Linked DNA regions of Mus musculus: regions 1, 2, 3, 5 and 6 are each linked to region 4. A link is a contact called in public Hi-C and promoter capture Hi-C data. All regions are on one chromosome and are shown on one strand. The core of a region is the stretch at or near the end of the contact, and the rest is flanking DNA. Distances in the headings are between cores, read along the strand shown.

The links. Promoter capture Hi-C pulls out the DNA fragments that hold promoters and counts their contacts. A called contact is a pair of places that touch in the nucleus more often than the background predicts.
Region 1: a contact with region 4 is called in a Hi-C map of B cells, with 6 read pairs. The contact joins the promoter of Cep97 here to the promoter of Alcam in region 4. A contact is called at or near these places in 2 of 39 promoter capture datasets (cranial neural crest and pre-B cells) and 1 of 484 Hi-C or Micro-C datasets (B cells).
Region 2: a Hi-C map of the C2C12 cell line shows a contact between it and region 4, with 5 times the contacts expected there. The contact joins the enhancer-like site here to the promoter of Alcam in region 4. A contact is called at or near these places in 5 of 39 promoter capture datasets (the 3T3-L1 cell line, cranial neural crest, hippocampal neurons and 2 more), 32 of 484 Hi-C or Micro-C datasets (the AML12 cell line, the C2C12 cell line, Sertoli cells and 18 more) and 4 of 115 datasets of contacts at active chromatin or transcription factors (astrocytes, embryonic forebrain, embryonic limb bud and 1 more).
Region 3: a contact with region 4 is called in a promoter capture Hi-C map of pre-B cells. The contact joins the promoter of Nfkbiz here to the promoter of Alcam in region 4. A contact is called at or near these places in 5 of 39 promoter capture datasets (cranial neural crest, frontonasal cranial neural crest, hippocampal neurons and 2 more), 1 of 484 Hi-C or Micro-C datasets (cardiomyocytes) and 1 of 115 datasets of contacts at active chromatin or transcription factors (astrocytes).
Region 5: a contact with region 4 is called in a promoter capture Hi-C map of pre-B cells. The contact joins the promoter of Nxpe3 here to the promoter of Alcam in region 4. A contact is called at or near these places in 2 of 39 promoter capture datasets (cranial neural crest and pre-B cells) and 1 of 484 Hi-C or Micro-C datasets (B cells).
Region 6: a promoter capture Hi-C map of pre-B cells shows a contact between it and region 4. The contact joins the promoter of Rpl24 here to the promoter of Alcam in region 4. A contact is called at or near these places in 2 of 39 promoter capture datasets (cranial neural crest and pre-B cells).

The regions. Positions count from the first base shown.
Region 1 is chr16:55,932,922-55,936,219 of GRCm38.p6, forward strand. It overlaps Cep97 (centrosomal protein 97), which reads right to left and starts at 1,927. Exons shown (of 11, transcript NM_028815.4): 1 at 1,832-1,927. The coding sequence starts at 1,874.
Region 2 is chr16:55,469,434-55,472,562 of GRCm38.p6, forward strand. All of the region lies in intron 2 of Gm45968 (a long non-coding RNA gene), which reads right to left. Among named protein-coding and RNA genes, the nearest start is that of Mir5118, 24 kb to the right of the region's middle. Within about 2 kb of position 1,563, at least 5 of the 459 cell types and tissues checked have an H3K27ac peak or open chromatin away from gene starts, as enhancers often do. A contact at or near this core is called in the C2C12 cell line and pancreatic cancer cells, where this site is marked.
Region 3 is chr16:55,820,724-55,823,965 of GRCm38.p6, forward strand. Nfkbiz (nuclear factor of kappa light polypeptide gene enhancer in B cells inhibitor, zeta) reads right to left here and starts at 1,415. Exons shown (of 12, transcript NM_001159394.1): 1 at 1,045-1,415. The coding sequence starts at 1,330.
Region 4 is chr16:52,451,581-52,454,808 of GRCm38.p6, forward strand. It overlaps Alcam (activated leukocyte cell adhesion molecule), which reads right to left and starts at 1,501. Exons shown (of 16, transcript NM_009655.3): 1 at 813-1,501. The coding sequence starts at 885.
Region 5 is chr16:55,893,704-55,896,921 of GRCm38.p6, forward strand. It overlaps Nxpe3 (neurexophilin and PC-esterase domain family, member 3), which reads right to left and starts at 1,576. Exons shown (of 6, transcript NM_001134457.1): 1 at 1,225-1,576.
Region 6 is chr16:55,964,677-55,967,959 of GRCm38.p6, forward strand. Rpl24 (ribosomal protein L24) reads left to right here and starts at 1,599. Exons shown (of 6, transcript NM_024218.4): 1 at 1,599-1,762; 2 at 1,871-1,946; 3 at 2,384-2,494. The coding sequence starts at 1,758. Gm6958 (MLV-related proviral Env polyprotein-like) reads left to right here. Exons shown (of 1, transcript XM_001480210.4): 1 at 1-372.

The sequences.
Region 1 (3,298 bases), core at 677-3,176, 3.5 Mb after region 4:
TGTCTTGAAAAAACAAAACAAAACAAAACAGCTAGGCAGTGGTGGCCTTTAATCCCAGCACTCCGTGGCAAAGGCATCTCCTTGAGTTCAAGGCCAGATTAGTTTTCTGAACCAGTTCCAGGACAGCCAGGGCTACACAGAGAAATCCTGTCTTGAAAAACAATGGGCTGGAGAGATGGCTCAGCCGTTAAGAGCACTGGCTGCTCGTCCAGGTTCTGAGTTCAATTCCCAGCAACCACTTGGTGGTTCACAACCATCTGTAATGAGGATCTGATGCCCTCTTCTGGTGTGTCTGAAGACAGTGACAGTGTACTCACATACATAAAGTAAATAAATCTTAAAAAAAAAAAAGGCTGGAGAGATGGCTCAGAGTGGTTAAGAGCACTGACTGCTCTTCTAGGGGTCCTGAGTTCAATTCCCAGCAACCACATGGTGGCTAACAACCATCTGATGACCTCTTATGGTGTGTCTGAAGGCAGCTACAGTGTACTCATATAAATAAATAAATCTTTTTTAAAAACTATAAAGTTGTTTTTTTTAAAAAAAAAAAAAAAAAGTGGATGAGCCACGTGCACAGCACAGCTCACACCTTTAATCCCAGCACTGGAGAGGCAAAAGCAAGAGGATTTCTTTGAGTTTTTGATCAGTCACAGCTACATAATGAGACCATGGCTTTGAAAAGAAAAAAGAAAAAGAGTGAGAATATAATATAAACATTGTTCTACATAAAAACATGAGATAATGGGAGAAAGGCATCCAAAATATCATCTGGCTCTTTGGGGGCGGGGAGAATGGCTCTGTAAGTGCTTATTGCTGCTGTTCTCGGTGAGCTAGGAAGGTTGAGAAAAGAAGCTATCAGAGTGGGCGGGGCCTGAGTAACTGCCAATTTCAATTTTTCGATCAGACTGGAGCTACCTTGGGATGTAATTTTTCGGTTCTGCGCTCCTAGAGGGTTTCAATGCTTTTCGGTTTTCTTATCACGTGAGGCGTCGTGAGCCCCTTCTTCGAGATGAAAACTAGACTGTCCTGGAAAAGCGCACCTAGCGTCCGCACACAATTCCTAAGTGTCGACACATGTTTTAGCCGAACTCCTTCCCGTAGGAACTCAAGGGTCTCCGGGTTATGAGCCTCAACTCTACCTACCCTGCTCTGCCCCAATCGGGCCAGCTGCTACCACGCCTCAGAGTGTAACCAAAACAAAAGCTCTGAGGTCGGCGCCCCACGGAGGCATCTCCCAAGCACAGGCGCACCCCCCAACCTGGGCTCTGCCAAACAAAGACCAAACTCGACCCCGGGACCCGGCCTGCAGAATGATCGGGGAGCAACGCGTGTCTGGGTCATTCTCAGATTCTACCACGGCTACTGGTCACTTCCAAAGAAGAGTTCAAGCAGACTGTGATGCGGTTTCAGATGAGATGCTTCCTGAACGTTCTCGGACGAGAAGGAGAGGCACGGGAAATAAAAAGGCTGCACTAATTTCCTGTGGGCACTCGGAACTCAAAGTAAACGTCCCAGAAAGGTCACCGCAGTCCGAAGCCCACTGCCCCCAGTCAGGCTAAGGAGAGCGCGGGACAGGGGCGCCGGGCACCGCGAAGGCTCCTGGGGACTGAAGTCCCTCATTCAGCCTTCACAGTAATGTTGCGGGACTGGACCAGACAGCGGGACTACAACTCCCAGTAGGAAGTGCGCCTCCGTGTTGCTTACAGCCCCTCATCAAAAGAACTGGTCCAAAACTGCACCTCTAAACCCAGGCTTTCTCTTTACACCAAGCAACTGTTTAATATGACATACTGAAGTAAACTTTGGAATTTAGGGGTAGGGATCATCGTACCTTCTCCCGGAGCCAGAGCCCCGTCGACTCGCGCCACCGCCATACTTGCCGCTTGCTAATGACACCAGGCAACCGTCTTCTGCCGTTCTGTAGAGCATGTAGTCAGCAGTGGGGCGCTGCAAACTACAACTCCCAGGATGCACAGCACTCACTCGACCCAATTGGCTCCCTGATGGGACTTGCTGGCTACAATGTGGGAGGTAAAGCTTAGAAGACCCGGGTTGACACCTAAAGTTGATCTGGTGAGCAAGCTGTATTGTTAGATAAACCATTTCACTCCAGGGCCAGGTGTTTGAGAAATTCGACACTTTTACCACCTGGCACATTATAAAGACGTTGTTTAAAACTGAATTTGAGAACTCATTGCCAGAAGTCTCTATGGCAGCTACCCATTTTGACAATTCTGAATTAAGTTTAAAAGGTTTTAGCTTCTCTATAGGAATGACAGTGAAATATTTTGACATAGTCAAATGGATACGTTATATTTGCAATTTACCCAATCTTACCTAATTAAATAGATTTAAAGCCTCAGAAACTGATATTTTTGTTTTAAATGGTGGTTCTTACACATTGAACAGTTTGGTCAAGGAGTATATTTGATACATATGTACCCAGAACTTTTTCCAGAGTATTCAAAAAAGTTTAAAATAGTTTCCAGAGTCAGGAATACTTACTTTACCTGGTTGGGAGGGCACAGGCTGATCTTTTTTTGATTTAACTATGAACTCGGTAATCGGGAACTAGAAATTACAATCTTTGGACAAAACTTGACAGGGGAAGTAAAATTAAGCTAGGGTTTACAAGGTAACTCAATCGTACAAAGGGGGCTCCACTTTCTTTCATCAACTGCTCAACGTACTAAAAGCTACTCTTGGTGTTCGAGAAATTCAACACTTTTACCACCTGGCACATTATAAGGACATTGTTTAAAACAAACTGATGTTGAGAACTCATTGCTAGAAGTCTCTATGGCCGCTACCCATTCTGACAAGTCTGAATTAATTTTAAAGGGTTTTAGCTTCTCTATAGAATGACTCGCTATAAGGCTCTCTCTGAAGTCTGAGGATTCCTGTTCAGGAAAATTCAGTAACTTGGTGCTTCTAGCTTTTCAGGCTCAAAATTCTAAGAGCATTTCCTCTTTCCTGGTTCCCTTTGGCATCACTGCCCTTAAAGACCTTTCTGTTTCCCATTGCTTTAGTCTAAAGATACTTTTCTATTTCTGAAGAAACAATAAGAATTCCCCCCTTCATTTTAACCAGTAGACACCTTACTTGGAGAACAGTCTTACAACTTTATATGTCTGAAAACAAAGCAAGCCTGTCGTGGTGGCCCAAATTTTAATCCCATCAGTTGGGAGGAAGACTATATATTGTTAGATATTGGAAGAGGCAAGCAGGAGGATGTCTGTGAGTTCAAGGCCACCTTGGTCTACATAGTGAGTTTAATCATAGCCTGAGCTATGCAACA
Region 2 (3,129 bases), core at 313-2,812, 3.0 Mb after region 4:
ATCAAGTTATACAGTAAAATTCATCCATTTCTCTGATCCTTTATTCAAATATTGTTTATGTAAATGTCAAAACATATAGGCACCTTTAATACAGGGAAGAAATTGAAATAATTGTTGCCATAAATTATAATAGACATGCTTCTATAACATCACAATGCTTCTTATTTAGTTTATGAAATTCAGTCAACTTTGAATTAGAGTCTTTTTCCTAGACATAAACCAAATTTTATACCAAAATTATTTTTATGGTTGATAAAGCAAAACTTCATGGTTTCCATGTCAGTCACAAACTTCTGAACACAGCTCCAACCTTAAAAAGCAGCATAAAGTAAACTTCATGTAAAACTAAGTAATAAACAATATAAAAGTATACTTTCTGTCCATTTCTGTATCTCCTCACTTGCAGATATGTGTAAATTTACAAAAGAAAAAAAAAAAAAAAAGACTGGAGAGATGGCTCAGAAGAGCACTGGCTGCTCTTCCGCGGCAACCACATGGTGGCTCACAACCATCTGTAGTGAGATCTGATGCCCTCTTCTGGTGTGTCTGAAGACAGCAACCGTGTACTTAGACATAATAATAAATAAATCTTTTTAAAAATTGCAAAAAGAAAGAAATAAAGAAAGGGAGGGAGGAAGGAAGGAAGGAAGGAAGGAAGGAAGGAAGGAAGGAAGGAAGGAAGAAAGAAAGAAAGAAAGAAAGAAAGAAAGAAAGAAAGAAAGGAAGAAAGAAAGAGAGAAAGAGAGATGAGAGAGAAAGAAAGAAAGAAAGAAAGAAAGAAAGAAAGAAAGAAAGAAAGAAAGAAAGAAAGAAAGAAAGGAAGGAAGGAAGGGAGGGAGGGAGAGAGGAAGGAAGGAAGGAAGGAAGGAAGGAAGGAAGAAGGAAGGAAGGAAGGAAGGAAGGAAGGAAGAAAGAAAGAAAGAAAGAAAGAAAGAAAGAAAGAAAGAAAGAAAGAAGGTTCAAACTTTCAAGGATCAACTGAAATGCACATAAGGCTATTATGTAACTCTACTTAATTCAAACAATTTCAGTTTGGGCTAAATATCAATAAAGAAATACAATAAAATGGATTAAGATTTAGAATTCAATGATGTCATCATCACTTATTATAACTCTAAAATTTTTGAAAGATAAGAATTTGAACACTCCTCTGTCACATGAGTATTATATATATCATTCAGTTGTCATAGGAGAAGATAAAAGACCAAAGTCAATCATCAAATGACTTAAATGATACAGCAAAACCAAAGAACCAATGTAAAATCCTATCGCTCTTAATTACCGAAGTCCCCTACAGTACTGTCGCTTATACAAACATCGCTACGCATTATAATTTGGTCTTTCATCAAAAGCTACACAGAATGTTCACATCTGTCAGTGCTTACTTCGGGCCCTCACTATAAATTGTGTAATCATTGAATGAATCATTGATGAATAAATATGGAGGATGCTGGGCTCTGCAGCAGTAAGCGATGAGTTAAATAAAACAATGACTGCCCTTGCAGCAGCTTGAAGCCCCGACACAGCCGCTGCGTAAATCAAGTGAGACAGAGATGGGAAAGTGCTCAGAAAGTCATAAATCATACAAGGAAAGCGTCACTGGCCTCATACTAAAGAAGAGTTAGAACACAAACATTGCCGCAGAGAACGGCTCCAGCATCAACAAACACGGATGCGGGTCTAACCAGGGGCATGAAATTAATTAGATGAAATATACAGCAAAGTTGGAAAGTGTGCGGCCACTGAGATGACAGGTCTCGGCTCTGATACTTCTCACCAATTTTTTGACCTGAGGATTCGACGTGAAGCAGTTGGGTGAAACCTCTTACCCTAGTGTGTGTGTGTGTGTGTGTGTGTGTGTGTGTGTGTGTGTGTGTTGCTGTTCTGTGATTTCCTCTGTCTTGCTTCCCCAGAATAATACAGAATAGCAACCAAATGAACAACAGAAAGCCAGGTTGCCAGCAATGCCCCCTCTAAACTCAGGTCTGGTGTACAATGTGAATCCAGTAAATTCAGACAATAAATTATGTGCAACACCCACCCTCAAGTGTTCCACGTTATTAGATAGAGGAAGGCACGGTGCATCTCTGAGGGACCTCTGTGCTCAGGAATGTTTAAACCAAATTTCCTTCCCAGTGAGTCATCGTAAATCAAAACCATGATGCCACAGGCTTGGTTGGTGAACCCATAAAGCTGAACAAATCCTGACATAGATACATTCTTAGGCTCCCAATAATTATTTTGCTCTCTTTTTTTTTTAACACATCAGCTTCCCTTGAGTCATCTTCACATCTCAGCAGTTCACATAGAAAACGGAGGGTTAAAGGAGTAATAAGAGGGCCCCACTAGAGCACATGTCTTCTAAGTGCCTGAGTGTTCATCAAATTCTTACTGGGATAAACCAAATACCAGCCTCCCGTCCTCAGCAAAAGACATGTTGTCTTGCTTCTCTGTTTTGGGGACACAAACTGTGAGATGACTGGGAACATCAAACAGGAACTGGTGTCGCCTTTCCACACAAATGTCGACTACTGTTTCTTCCTAATTTAACCCTGTCATCAGTCTTCTGGGACTTCTACAAAATGGACAGACTAGGGTTGAAAGAACAGAAATTCTCTGGTTTGGAGTGAGAAAGTCCAAAGTCAAGGTATCAAGAGGACCTTTGTACCGCATTTTCTCTCTCCTTGGTATGCACGGTGGTGCAGGGCACCTTCTGTGTTGTCATACAGCATCCCCATTTGCACACTCCTGGTGGTTTCTTCTTCTAAGGTCCTTAACCCTATTGGATTAGGGCTTCACCCTCTGACTGCTCTTGACTTAGTGATCTCCATAAAGGGCCTATATCCAAATACAATTAGGTGCAGGCCTTCAATATAGGAATGTGACTGGGAGTGGGGGGGGAGGGGGACACTCAATCCAGGCTGTGGCAAACAATTACCTATTAAAAATTAAATTTGAAAATGGTATGGTGCAAGAGCCAGGGCATACAGAAATGGGCAAGGCATTGGCTCTGACCCCATACATATCTCAACAGAGGGAGATTTGTAGATGTGCAAATATCTAGGGTTCAAATCAACTGTGGAAAATGGGAATATAAAAAGAAAAAAAAGAAAAGAAAAGAAAAGAAGA
Region 3 (3,242 bases), core at 165-2,664, 3.4 Mb after region 4:
CCAAGAACTAGAAACAATCGATGGGTTCAGCCAGATGTCCACGGGCCTACAAACTTCAGAAAGGGCTGTCAAAGCACGCACACCGCGCTTTTCAGGGAGCTGTGGGCAACACTGTGGCTTAAGGCACAGTGTTTTAAATCAAAAAATAACTTTTTAAAAATAAAAGACAACCAAAGCTTATGAGTAGCCAGTGTTAAGGAACAGCAAGGGGTCATTCTTTAAAATAATTGCGATGAGAAGCTCCAACAACTGAGAAAATTTAGGCGGTGTTTAAATCTACCCACAGCTGCATCCTGTTTCTCCCTCCCCCACCCCCCCAAATTATGCAACTCGGTTCGTGAAGAAAGGAAACCATACAACCCGCAGCTAAAGAAAGGGCTTCGCTAGATGTAACTTTTCCATTCTCAAGCACACAGAGAAAATCAGAATTCTGAGCAGGCCTCTGAACCGCCAACATCGTAAACTAAGCGCAGAACACTAAATCACTTTTCTGAACCAGGCTTTCCTCTACGTCCCGAAAAGTGGGTTTTCTTTGATTCATCCCTACAAATAGATTAGGAATACGGGTGTCTTAAAAATCCAGTTCCCAACGCTTTACCCTCTGCCACTGCTTCTCACTGAAAGAGTTACAAGAAGGAAACTACATCTCTCTCCATCAGCTCCAAAAACCTCATAATAGTGTTATAATTTCTCAGAGGTTCTTGAATTCGGAGGTCGGGGGAGAAGTGAAAAGGGAAAAGGTTATGAGATGGAAGAAAAGAGAATCCGAGGCTCTCAAGTTCTTTTCCAGGAAGCCAGCGCGCTAGCCCTCAGGGTCCCTTGGGCGCTGGACTCCGCAGAGGTCTAGGCAAGGACAACGTGCCAGAATCAGGACAAGGCATCTAATCACTCATGACTATTCGCGTCTGTCCGGCCGCTAAGGAAGTCACAGGGGCCGCTTAACGTCTCGACTATGGGGGGGGGGGGGGGTGGAGGGAAGTCCCTCCCCATCCTCCCAGCGTGTGAACCCCGAATAGAGGGGCAAGGAATCTCGCGGGTGGGTACCTTGAGGGCGCTCGGCGCGGGCGCCACCTCTGGGACGGGACTCCACGGCCCCGCAGGAGGACACGGAGGAAGTGGAGGAGAAATCGGAGGAGTCGGAGCCGGGCGAGCCGGGCGCGGAGGGCACGGCGGACAGGTAGCCGGTGTCGCCGGCGCCGGGGGCGGAAGGAGGCGAGGCGCCGTAGAAGTAAGCCAGGTTGAGCGGGCTGGTCATGAGGCCGCAGTCGCCGGCCGCGTCCAGCAGCCCCTCTCCGCCGCGGCTGTCGTCCAGCAGCTTGTCCACGATCATGCTCCCAGGCTAGGCGCTCGGGGTCCCCAGACACCTGCGCCACCGGATGGCTACGCGGTTGGCTGCGGCAGAGCGACTAGTACGTGCGCGCCCGGAGGGGACCGGGCTATTTAAATGAACTGACCTCCTCCTCCGCGCTCCGCCCGGTGAGGCGGCGCCTGGGCTGCCTCCCGCCCCGCCTCCGGATGTGTCTAGTTTCCAGTAAAATGCCCGGGATGAGGCAATGTGCCCTCCGCCCTCGCCCCGCCCCGCCCGGGCCGACCGGTTGTTTTCCGGCGGCTCACCTGGAAACCCCGGCTAGCACCCGCGCCCCGAACCCCCGTCGGGGCCAGCTCCAAGTTTCCCCGGTTGGCCTTCGCTGGACGCACCGCATCCCCAGGGGCCCGGGGTCCGCGGCAACCGCTGTCTGCGCAGGGGCTGCGATGCCCGGGGGCGAGCGGGAGCCCCGGGCTGCTGCAAGAACAGGTCCGCCCAGTTCGGGGAGTGGGAAGCCAGAGCGGTGCGTGCAGAGTTCAGTCTCCTCCCTTGCCTCCAACATTTAGCCCGCCTCCAAACCTGGAAGCGGTTGCCCGCGGACTTTCTGGCCTGGACTCAATTTCAGAGCTCTTGCAGTTTCTCTAACTTCATATCTGGGCCATAAGCAATCTTTTTTTTTTTTTTAGTACAGTATTAGAATAAACAGCAATGACTACCCTTTCGTATCCTTCAATACTAGAAAAAAGCTTCTAGCAAAATGATGAATACGCATATATGCGTGTATATTCTTTGTATGTTTTATATTATTTTTTACGTATTATGTAACGTTTTATTCTGCACAACTTGACCTAGTCCTGATAAACACAGGGATTTTGATGCCTCTACCTTGAATACTTTTTTCAATGTTTATACTTCCGCCGCAAATCCAACTAGCGAACCGTCAAGGGAAGTTTATTTTTAAGGGAGAGAAAGAATGAATGATTAAGTCTAAATTTTCAAGTAACATCTTAACACGTGGGGATAAGGTATACACACACCGATGAAAAGAAACTGACTATGATTAAACATCGTGAGAGGTACAAAGTTCAGTGAACAGCCTAAAAAGAGACTTTCTTGTGGAGAGGGGGAGAAGGGGGAAGTCTTCGCAAAGAATGAGATGAGCCCTAAAGGATGGCCCTAAAGCGTTTGCAGGAAAATCATCTGCCAAGAATTAAGGCCAGGAGTCAGGGAAGAATCCGCAGTGCCTTTTAGGACTGCCAAAGGGAAAATAGCATAAATGTGAAAGGTAACCTGAGCGGAGCACCTACAGGGACCAGCGAAGTTACTAGAACTTTAACGTGAGGGAATCTGAAGCTGGCAGAAATGAAACAGTTTTAGAGAAGATGAGACTGAGGGGAGTCCTAGTGGCCTAAGAAGAAGGAAAAAAAAAGTGACCTAGAAGAAGAGATAGTGGCAAAGAGGTAAGTAGAAATAACTAGATCATTACGTAAGTAAATGGCTCTGCTAGGCAGAATCCACAAATCTAGCATTGCTGACGGGGGTAAGCAGCAGGCAGCCCACAGGTGCTACAGGGCTAGGCAGGTGTGGAGCATGACTAAAAGCACAGCTAAAATTAATATCAATGACGCCTTGCCGTTCGCACAGCTGCTTGTTTTCTGGAAATAAACAAATATGGGGAGGTGAGGGGATTTGATTCCCCTAATTGTTAGCTGTTAGGCTCTTGTTCTGTGCGCAGGCAGCCTTGAGAGAAAAGAACTGTCAAACCACATTCAACACTCCAGAGAGCTACATGGCGGCTGTAGCTTCTAAAACACTACTCCAGCTTCTGAAGATGCAGCCTCAGAGCCACACTTCTCCCCCACCCCCACCCCCACCCAGGAACCCTTCCCACTCCGGCCAGATTGAAGGCCTGTCCCCTGGTGGTAGTCTAGGAGAG
Region 4 (3,228 bases), core at 251-2,750:
CAAGGAATGGCAGCCAGCAGGCCAGCTGGCGGACCACGGGCCAGGGATGTCCCCTGGGGGTGAGAAAAGGGGTTCCCCACAAGATATTCTGGTTGGTGGGAATTTTGTCGTTTTTCTTTGAGGACTCTCTGTAGAAGTGAGAACTGAGGCGCTACCACTGGGTGTGGAAACCAAGAAATCCCTCGCTTTAAGGCTCGCAAACCTGACTGCTAACCCAGTCCACGCTGCGTGACTCGGCTGCCATCAACCCTACACTAGCTACCCACTAGACAATGCAGCTTCTATTTCAGTATTATTATTATTAAAAAAAAAAAGATAGTCAAAACCCTCCTTATCCCCTGCCATTCCTCCCAGGTCTTCACATTATGACCAAGAGGAAGTTACTTAGGGGATTTATCGTGACAAAGTGCCAGCAGTTATTTCACCTCAAAGCCCAGCGAAAGGAAACTGCTCTGAGTGCAGTGAATTGTACTTTGATACCAAGAGACTGGAGGGACGGTGCGGGGGAGAGAGTTCAGCAGATCTTGCCGGGGGGGGGGGGGTCCTGCACCCTCAAGCTAAGCCTCACCCAAAGTTCCTGGAGATGTGCTTAGTTTTCAATCTCGCTGCCCAAACCTGAGCAGACCAGTCAAGCCTAAAACGTGTGACACAGGTGACTGTTCCCAGGGACAGATCTGTGTCCCCCGCGCGCCTTTATGGCTCCCATACTTTGCTAAGCACACGCTAGAGCGCACAGCCCCAGGCCTCCCGGGGAACCGCCCCCGGTCCGCAACAACCACTACAGTGGGGCTGTTCAGAGGCCAAAAGCTTACCTGGTCTGAGGACCGCGGCGGAGATCAAGAGGCAGAAAACCAGACGGCAAGAAGGGGACACCTTAGATGCCATATTCCTCCTCCTAGAAGGCCACCGACAAAGTCCACGCCGCAGGAGGGGGCGTCGTCCCCGGGCCCACGGGGCCCGCTCGCTTGTGGGTCTCGCCTTAGGGGGACAGCGACTTTTTTCCAAGACACACGGTCCCCCGGGGACTGTGGCGCTGCGCCGTCGGGTCTGTGCCACACGCAACTTTCCTCCACGCGGAACCCGCAACTCCTCCCTCCCCCCCTCCACACCCTTCCTCAGTGTCTCTGGCAGCTACTCCCAGGACGGGCGACCCTCTTATTCCAGGAGACGCTTCAGTAGTCAGTCAAGGTAGACGCGGTTTCTTTTTGGATGCTGTCTTCTAGTAGTTTCTCTTCTTGCAAAGGAGAGGATAAGAAGAGTGATGAGAGTTGCACCGTGCACGGATCACCGGGAGCAGAGAAGGGTCGGCGGGGCAGCGCCGCGGGGTCCCGACGGTGGGTCTCCTCAGGTGGCAGCCGAGGCAGAGGCTGTAGCGGCGGCAGCTGGAGCAGTGGCGGCGGCCGCGGGCTCCGGCTGCTCTGAGTGGAGGACGGGAAGGCGTGTGTAAGCTGCCTGTCTCCTCCTCCCGCTCCTCCCGCTCCTCCTGCTCCTCCCGCTCCTCTCTCCCGCCCAGCTTCCTCGGCGGCAGCGCGGAGCAGGTGGTTGGAGCGCCGATCCGCAGCCTAGAGGCGCTGCAGGACCAAGTCGGAGACTGAGCAGAGCTGGCGGCCCCTGGTGGGAGAAGAGCCTGATGCCCCAGCCCCCGCGCTCTGGTGGGCGGGGCTGACATCGACTCCGCCTCCCACAGGACACGCTGGCCAATGAAGAGCGGGATCGAGAGTAGGGGGCGTGACGGGCTGGATTCGCCAGTGTCTGGCTCTTACCAGGGGATTCTCAGCGCCCCAAAGACATAGGATCTGAGATCTTTTGCTGTCCTCCCAGCCTGGCCACATAGCTGTCTTCTTGCACTCCGAAGCCCAGTCCACTGGCTCACTCCTTAGGGATTTTTCTTCTCGACGAGGGTACCGCCTTCACCTTCTGTAGAGTTGTTGGGGCGAAGAGCTCACCTTGGGTCCTCTTGGACTAGGACTGAGGAGGTGGAAAAGATGGAGATTCTCCACCCGGAGGCTCACGGAAACAGCTACTGGTGGTTGAGAGTAATTTCCCCCACTTTGAAGAGAAGGTTACTCCTTCTCGAATTCGCCGTTCTTCTGTTCCCCTAGTCCTGGCTGGCGTACACTTTATCAAAGCAAATCATTTAATCAACTATCCAGTACCGAAAAGCAGAAGAGATTTTTGTGCTCCCCCTTCGCCCCCATCTCCTTCCCGGTGAGAATTAGGACTCTAGACCATAACACACGTCGCCACACTGATTTTCAAAACGTTCTTTAAAGAAAAAAAAAGTCACGTTTACTTTTAATTAGGTGACGATTTGAAGTTACAAAACAAAATCCAGAGTTACTCAGATTAAAAACCTACGCCTCCTGGTCCTTTCCAGAAAGCCAGGCATCCAGCAGATGGACGGGGCTTCTCAGGCAATTTCAAAAGCTTGAACCACCTCCTAGGCGTAGCATCGGGAAGCCGTGTCGCTTTCAGTTCATGCAGAAAGCATAAAGGAATATTTTCCTCTAAAACACCAGGGTGGAGCTGTTGGGACCGTAAGTGGCTCTAACTCAAGATTGCAGGATCACAACTCTTAATGCCCTCAGCATAATAAAATCCTGGTCCCTGAACCACCTCGCAAGGGCATGAAATAGTCTTTGGTGCATCACAGGGTCACCCCCTGTGTGAAGCCAGTCTCCAGCAGGGAATGCTAACTAGCCTCACGGGACTTTGTCTTCAAAAGATTGGGAACCACCAGCTACTTGCAAGTGGATATGGGGGGTGTCTAAGTGTGCAGGCAGAAGCTTCGTACAGACACACACACACACACACACACACACACACACACACGAATGCGCAAGCGCACAGACAAACACAGACACGGATCTTTGAATCCCTTTCCTTTCGTGCTTGAAATTATTAAACTCTGTCTTCAGCTGTGATTTTCCCCCCAGCGCCTCCCTGTCTTGTTCTCCTCGCTTTTACAGTATTGTAGGATAGATCTCTTATATTTTTCCTCCGAAAATCCTTTTTCCCACATGGTTTTAACATTTACATTTCATTTGCATCTTATGAATCAACAGGAAGGCTAAATGCTAGGGGCAAATGCCTGTTAACTCTGCATTTGGTGCACAGAGCTAAACTGCTGGCACGCTCATGGGAACCTACAAGATTCCTTTAGGGAATTTTTCTTCAAACTGCAGCCAGCCTAAAATAGAGTGTTTGGGAATAAATCACTCTAATTGT
Region 5 (3,218 bases), core at 326-2,825, 3.4 Mb after region 4:
GAAACAGGTAAGAGACATTGTTAAGTGTAACCTGAGGGTAGTTGCTACCTTGTAAAGGTAGGCTCTTCGGTTATTAGAAGTGATAATTCTGTAAAAAGGGGCCAGTGAGGTGACTCAGCAGATAAAAGTGCCCTGACCAGCCCAGCAGTCTGATCCCCCAGGAGCCACAAGGTAGAACCACATTCCAGCGTTTGGCCTTGGCCTTTGCTCTCTGCAAATGAATTTTCTTTACACCTTAGGAGGCCAACACCTTTGCTGGTTCTGCTTTTCCTATGTCTACACCTTAGGCTTGGATCCTTTGGCATCGCTTACTTTGAAACCCTTGATATCCCTTAGATAGCTACAGTAGACTGCCAAGTAGAAGAACCACTAAATAGAGTGGCCAGGGGGCATTGCTTACTTCAGTTGGCAAGGGCTAGTGGTACTAAAATGAATTTTGAACTGTGCCTTGCCATGGTCTCTCAGGACAACTGGATTCTGGAGCACTAGGAACAACCATTCCCTCTTCAGTGACCTTCCTTCAGCTCCTTTCTCAGTAGCCGATTACACACTTGGTCAACCCAGAAGAAATTATGAAAACAACAGACATGGAAAGAAGATAGTAAGCCCAGTCAAAAGGGGACAGAGCCCCCCACACTGCTGGGTTAAAGTATGGTGTGCCCTCCCCCTGAGAGGAATCAGACAGTCATGAGGGTCCTGGCAACCTGCCAGCTTCAAAGACACCCTAATATTCCAAATGACACATAATGCCTACAGGAAGAGAACACAATCACCAGGCAGTGTGATTCTTCATCCATTGGGAACACGGCAATAATCTATTGTTGATGAAAAGCAAGGGGGAAATTACACTTTCATATACATTTTTGCAAAATCCTGCCTCACAACCTCTCTGAGCACCACTGCCCTTCTGAACTTGAGTCAAGCAGAGACAGAACACAAGCCAAGATCTCAACATCCCACAGAGGACTGTCACACACATGTTCCTCCCTGCATGACTTCTCTGATGCCTCCAAAACTGCAGCTCAGTAAGGCCTGGGTAGTCCAAAGTATGAGGAGACAACAAGATAAGAAGCAGCTGGCGCCACAGCAGCGATGAGACTGGCGATAGGGACCAAGTGCAGTGTCGCCAAGCTCTCTGCACTGGGAGTGGAAAAAAGAAGAGAAGTAAGGGGTGGGGGTTGGGGGGAGGAGAGGGGCCTGACTGCGCTCTCGGGTACAGGTCACCTGAGGTGCCTGCTACCAGGCGCTGCGGCGCTGCAGCAAGTGGAGAAACTGAGGATGGAGATGTTCAGGCTCGCCCTGCATCCTCTCTGCAGCGGCTCGGATCATCCGGACCTTGGCAGTCGCAGCCCAGGGCTGAAGCTCTGCCTGCGTCTTCGACCGGGGCCTCGGCTCCCGGGCTCTGGAACGCAGTTGGGACTCCCGGGGCCGCAGCTCCCTACACCCGGCCGGGGACGTTAGGGACCCGAGGTCCGCGCGCGGAACACAGGGCTCTGCAGCTGCGGGGCGCACGAGGCACGCCGCACCGGGCGCTCTCGGGACAGGCTCCGCCCCGCCGCGCGCATAGTCGCAGCTCGCACTCACCGGGTCTCCGGTCTCGCTCGCCGCTCGCCCTCCCACGGGATGTGGACGCTCCGATCGGGGGCCTCCGCGCCAGGCTGTTCTCTCCCGGCTTCCTGACCGCGCTACGGAGCCTCACCCCCGACCCCCGGCTACGATTGGTCCGACTATGGGCGGGGCGGGGCGGAGCGGGGATGTTGACTGACAGCCGCGCAAGCTGAGTGATGTGCCCAGTGGCGAAACAAGGAGTTGGCACTGCCTGTGCTACCCGACCGCCCCAGGGAGCTTGGGTTAGGATGACTGTGTACCTCCGGAGATACACTCTAGCCCGAGGGCTGGACCCTTTTGGAGACACAAATACAGATGACCTTCGGACATCAGCGTTTCCCCGGAGCGTCCCCTCAACCGATTCTCTTCCTGAGAACTAACCACAATGCTGGCCTAGCAGTGGCGGAGCTGCTGGTACCAGAGAAACACTGCTTGCCAAACGTGAGCATAGAGATCTTGAAGCTTCTCTCTTTGAAGTTAGTTCTTGGCAAAAGCGCCAGGATATTCCACCCAAACCACCCTCAATGCTGGATTACCCTAGTTTGGACGTTTTATGTCAAAAGCAGCTTGGTGAATCTGAGATACTGAGAGGAGTTTCTAGAGGACAGAAAGGCCTGTGTGGGACAAAAGACGTTCCTGGCTTAGAGCACAGTGGGGTTGGACTTACTTTTAACCAGAGCAAAATGCTGGGGGATGGGGTGGAGTCTGGGGCTGGAGAGATGGCTCAGCAGTTAAGAGCACTGGCTGCGTGCTCTTCCAGAGGTCCTGAGTTCAATTCCCAGTAACCACATGGTGGCTCACAACCATCTGTAATGAGATCTGACGCCCTCTTCTGGTGTGTCTGAAGACAGCTACAGTGTACTCATATACATTAAATAAATACATCTTTTTAAAAAATGTTAAAAAAAAAAGTCTGCCCTCAGACTTAGTCCCAAGTTGAAGTAGAATCGATATGAATTCCAACTGTCATTAATTATCATTATATTTATTGACAATGGAGCTATAAGAGCCTGAGGTCAGGAAGAACAGAAGCAAAACAACTGTCTTCGGGGCATAATAAGACCACTGGGTTCATGAACGCAGAGCACCTGTGCTTGCCTCTACAAGACTTGAACAAAACCAACCCACCAACATTCTCACATGGCAGGACAAAGGGTTCATGTGTACACACACATTAACTGAAGACCCAATGATGGCATCTGGGAACAGGAGATACTGTTTTCCTAAGGGTATGGACCCTGATAGGTCAACCACTCTCCGGGGAATGGCTTCCCACCTGTTAAGTGTTTGTGTAGCACAAACTGGACTAAGTTGTTTGTTTGTTTGTTTGCTTGTTTGTTTGTTTAAATTAAGAGAACACAGTGAAGGGAGTTGGAGATGGATCACGGGGGAATAGAGAGAGAGAAAATAATCAAAATACATTGCATAAAGTTCTAAAAGGATCAATAAATTTATATTAAAAACTTACAGATTCTGCCAGGTAGTGGTAGCTCACATCTTATTTCCTAGCACTCAGGAAGAAAAGGAGGGCAGATCTCTTACGTTTGAGGCCAGTCTGGTCAGCGCCTGAATTCCAGGACAGCCAGGGCAACACAGAGAATCCTTGACTT
Region 6 (3,283 bases), core at 349-2,848, 3.5 Mb after region 4:
TCTGTGTCTGAATGTTTAGCTCTACGTGTGTACACCAGGTGGCACTGTGTGGTCACTGGAGGTCAGAAGACCCAGCTTGGTTTCCTGGAACTGGAAAACCATCTGTTGTGAGCCACCATGTGTATGCTGGACCATGTCTAATGCCAGTCCTCTACTAATTCAACAAGTGCTCTTACAAGCTGAAACATCTTTCCAGGCCCTAAAATAGCTTTTCTTTCTTCTTAAGATTTATTTATTTTTACGTTCATTGGTGTTTTGCCTGTATGTATGTCTATGAGAAGGTGCCAGGTCCCCTGGAACTGGATTTACAGTTATTGAGTTGCCGTCTGGGTACTGGGAATTGAAGTCAGGTCCTTTGGACGAGTTGCCAGCGCTCCTAACTGCTGAGCCATCTCTCCAGCCCCATAAAATAACTTTATTTTTCCTTTATTTTATTTTCGGTTTTTAGAGACAAGGTCTGTGTGTAGCCTTGGATGTCTTGTAACTCCCTGTGGGCGAGGCTGGCCTCAAAAGTCTTAGTGACCAGCCTGACTCTTCTGGGATTAAGGCTGTGCCTCCACCGGCTGGCTAGCATAGCTTTTCTTTTTTTTTTTTTTTCTTTTTCTTTTTTTCTTTTTTTGCCTGTGTGTGTGTGTGTTTGTGTGTGTGTGTGTGTGTGTGTGTGTGTGTGTATGTAAGTACACTCATGAGTTCGGGGTCAGGCAGCTAGCTGGAGTTACAGGTGGCTGAACTCTGGTCGTCTTCAATAGTTGTATGTATTCTTAACCTGCTCACCTTTCCAACTCGTAACTTCAGGTTTTGAGACAGGGTCTCACACTGTAACCAAGGCTGGCCTCAAACTTGTAGTAGTCCCGCCTTAGTTCCTGAGTGCTCGTATTACAAGTGTTGGCAATCTATTTGAACTAGTGATTAATTACTTTTAGTTTTTGATACAGGGGGTCACTATTTATGTACCGTTGGAACTCTTACTACTATGTAGACCAGCCTGCCAGTGCGTCTTCAGAGAGCTGAGATTAAAAGCTTGCCCCACAGTGGCGGGCTCTAATATTTTTTGGAGGTGGGGATTTAATTCAGGGTTTTGCGTACCACTCGTGCTATCCCTGGGCCACGCTGTCGGCCGCTACGATTTTTTTCTTTCTTTTTCTTTTTTTTTTTTTTTGGTTTTTCGAGACAGGGTTTCTCTGTGCAGCCCTGGCTGTCCTGGAACTCACTTTGTAGACCAGGCTGGCCTTGAACTCAGAAATCCACCTGCCTCTGCCTCCCAAGTGCTGGGATTAAAGGCGTGCGGCACCACTGCCCGGCAGGCCGCTACGATTTATTTTTGTTTCAAGGAATAATCCAAAGCCAAATGCAAAAAGTGACCTTCAGGTTTTACCTGCGAGATAAAAACTGGTCTGGGCTTCGTAAGAGGAGGAAAGACACGTAGAACATCCTTGTCTCTTGTTTATTAAATCCTGCGAAATGCTGGCTTTAGATTCTAGAACACTAGCCTGGAGGAAATAAAATGGCACAGAACCCAAGCCAAGAACCAACTTGGACCTTAAACGAACACCTCAAACCCACTCCCCGCCAATGCTGTAGGAAGAAAGCTGTTGCTAGGAAACAGACTGGGCGCTCGGAAGTGACATCATCTCTGGGCGCCGGGGTCAAGGAAGGGAATTTAGGGAGGAGATTCTCTCCCTCTGCCCTATAAGGTTCTCCCATGATTCTTTCTTTCTCTTCGCCATCTTTACCCCGGCAGGCCGACATCTATCACCATGAAGTAAGCGGGCGCCCGGTGTCCCAATCCGCCTCCATCCTGAGGCCGAGCTACCGGGGATGGCTCCTCTTTGCAGCGCACATACTAACGAGCTTCGCCTTTTCCTTCCAGGGTCGAGCTGTGCAGTTTCAGCGGGTACAAGATCTACCCGGGACACGGGCGGCGCTACGCCAGGACCGACGGGAAGGTAAAGGCCGGCTGGGCCGAGCGCGGCTCGGGACGCTGGGAGTAGAAGGACGGTCCTCTCTCCCCGAAGGCCCCGGGACCGCGTGTGGGATGGGAAACTTGAGGGAATATGGATGGTGTGTAAACCAGGCTGGAAATGAGTGCTGTATGTAACCAATGGGAAAGGGAAATGGGCTTCAGGTCTTTTGGAGTCGGAGAGGGCTCAGAGCCAGATTTCTTTGAGTTTAGCGCCACCCGACCCTTTGCGACTAGTGTAGATTTTTCGGCTCCTGAGAAGACTGTAGCATTGATGCCACCCTGTCATTTGTGTCACAAAGAGGTCTCTTGCCTCCTTTATATATTTATATATTGAGAAGAGAGAAGTAGAATAAAGCTGGAGGAGGACGTCAGTCTCCACTTTGTGTAAAAGGATGACTAATTTGAATTTGTTAACTGCAGGTTTTCCAGTTTCTTAATGCAAAATGTGAGTCAGCATTCCTTTCCAAAAGGAATCCTCGGCAGATAAACTGGACTGTCCTCTACAGAAGGAAACACAAGAAAGGGCAGTCGGTAAGTGGAATGCAGCTTGCTAGTAGCCTCTTTTAAAGTTACACTGTCAGATTTTGCCAGGTTAAATTTTGGTTAAACAAAACTATGCAATGTGCTCTTGAACTAAACCATCAGACAGTAGCAGAACTTGTTAGTGTGGCCTTGGGTACCATAGCCTTCCAAGCTGTGTGTTGAAATTTGAAATGATTCCTCTCTGTAAGCTTCATTTTGGGTTGAAGAGGCCCTTAGGGGATGGTAGGTGTTGCTCTGGGTGGAGGTGTGGTGCTAGGACAACAGCTAATAGTTAGGCTTGGCATGTGTGAGCCTCGTTAAATAGATTCTAGCTGGGTATTATAGTAAACAGTGGTCCCAGATGTGAAATATGTTAAGTGGGCATGGTGGCCCACTCATGTAATGCCAGTGTCTGGGAGGTAGAAGCAGGAGGATCAGTAGTTCAAAGTCAGCCTAGGCTACATAAAACCTTGTTTCCCAAAGCAGAGCACGCAGTACAGAGTTAGTGAAAAGAAAGATGAATTATATTTATTAGATCCTTTTGGATGAATAAATGGGGGGAGGGAATCTTAGAGGTGTGAAGATGTAGAGAAACAGAAATCCTAGAATAAAATGATACAGCTGTTGTAAACCTTTTAATTAACTCAAAATGTTATTTATTTTGGTTTTTTTAGACAGGGTTACTCATAGATCAGGTTGACAACTGTTAAAAAATTTTTTTTGTGTTCTTAACATCTGGCAATTCCATTCTAAGTATTGAAAGCAGGTACCCAACAAATCTGTTATCGAACTCTTGGA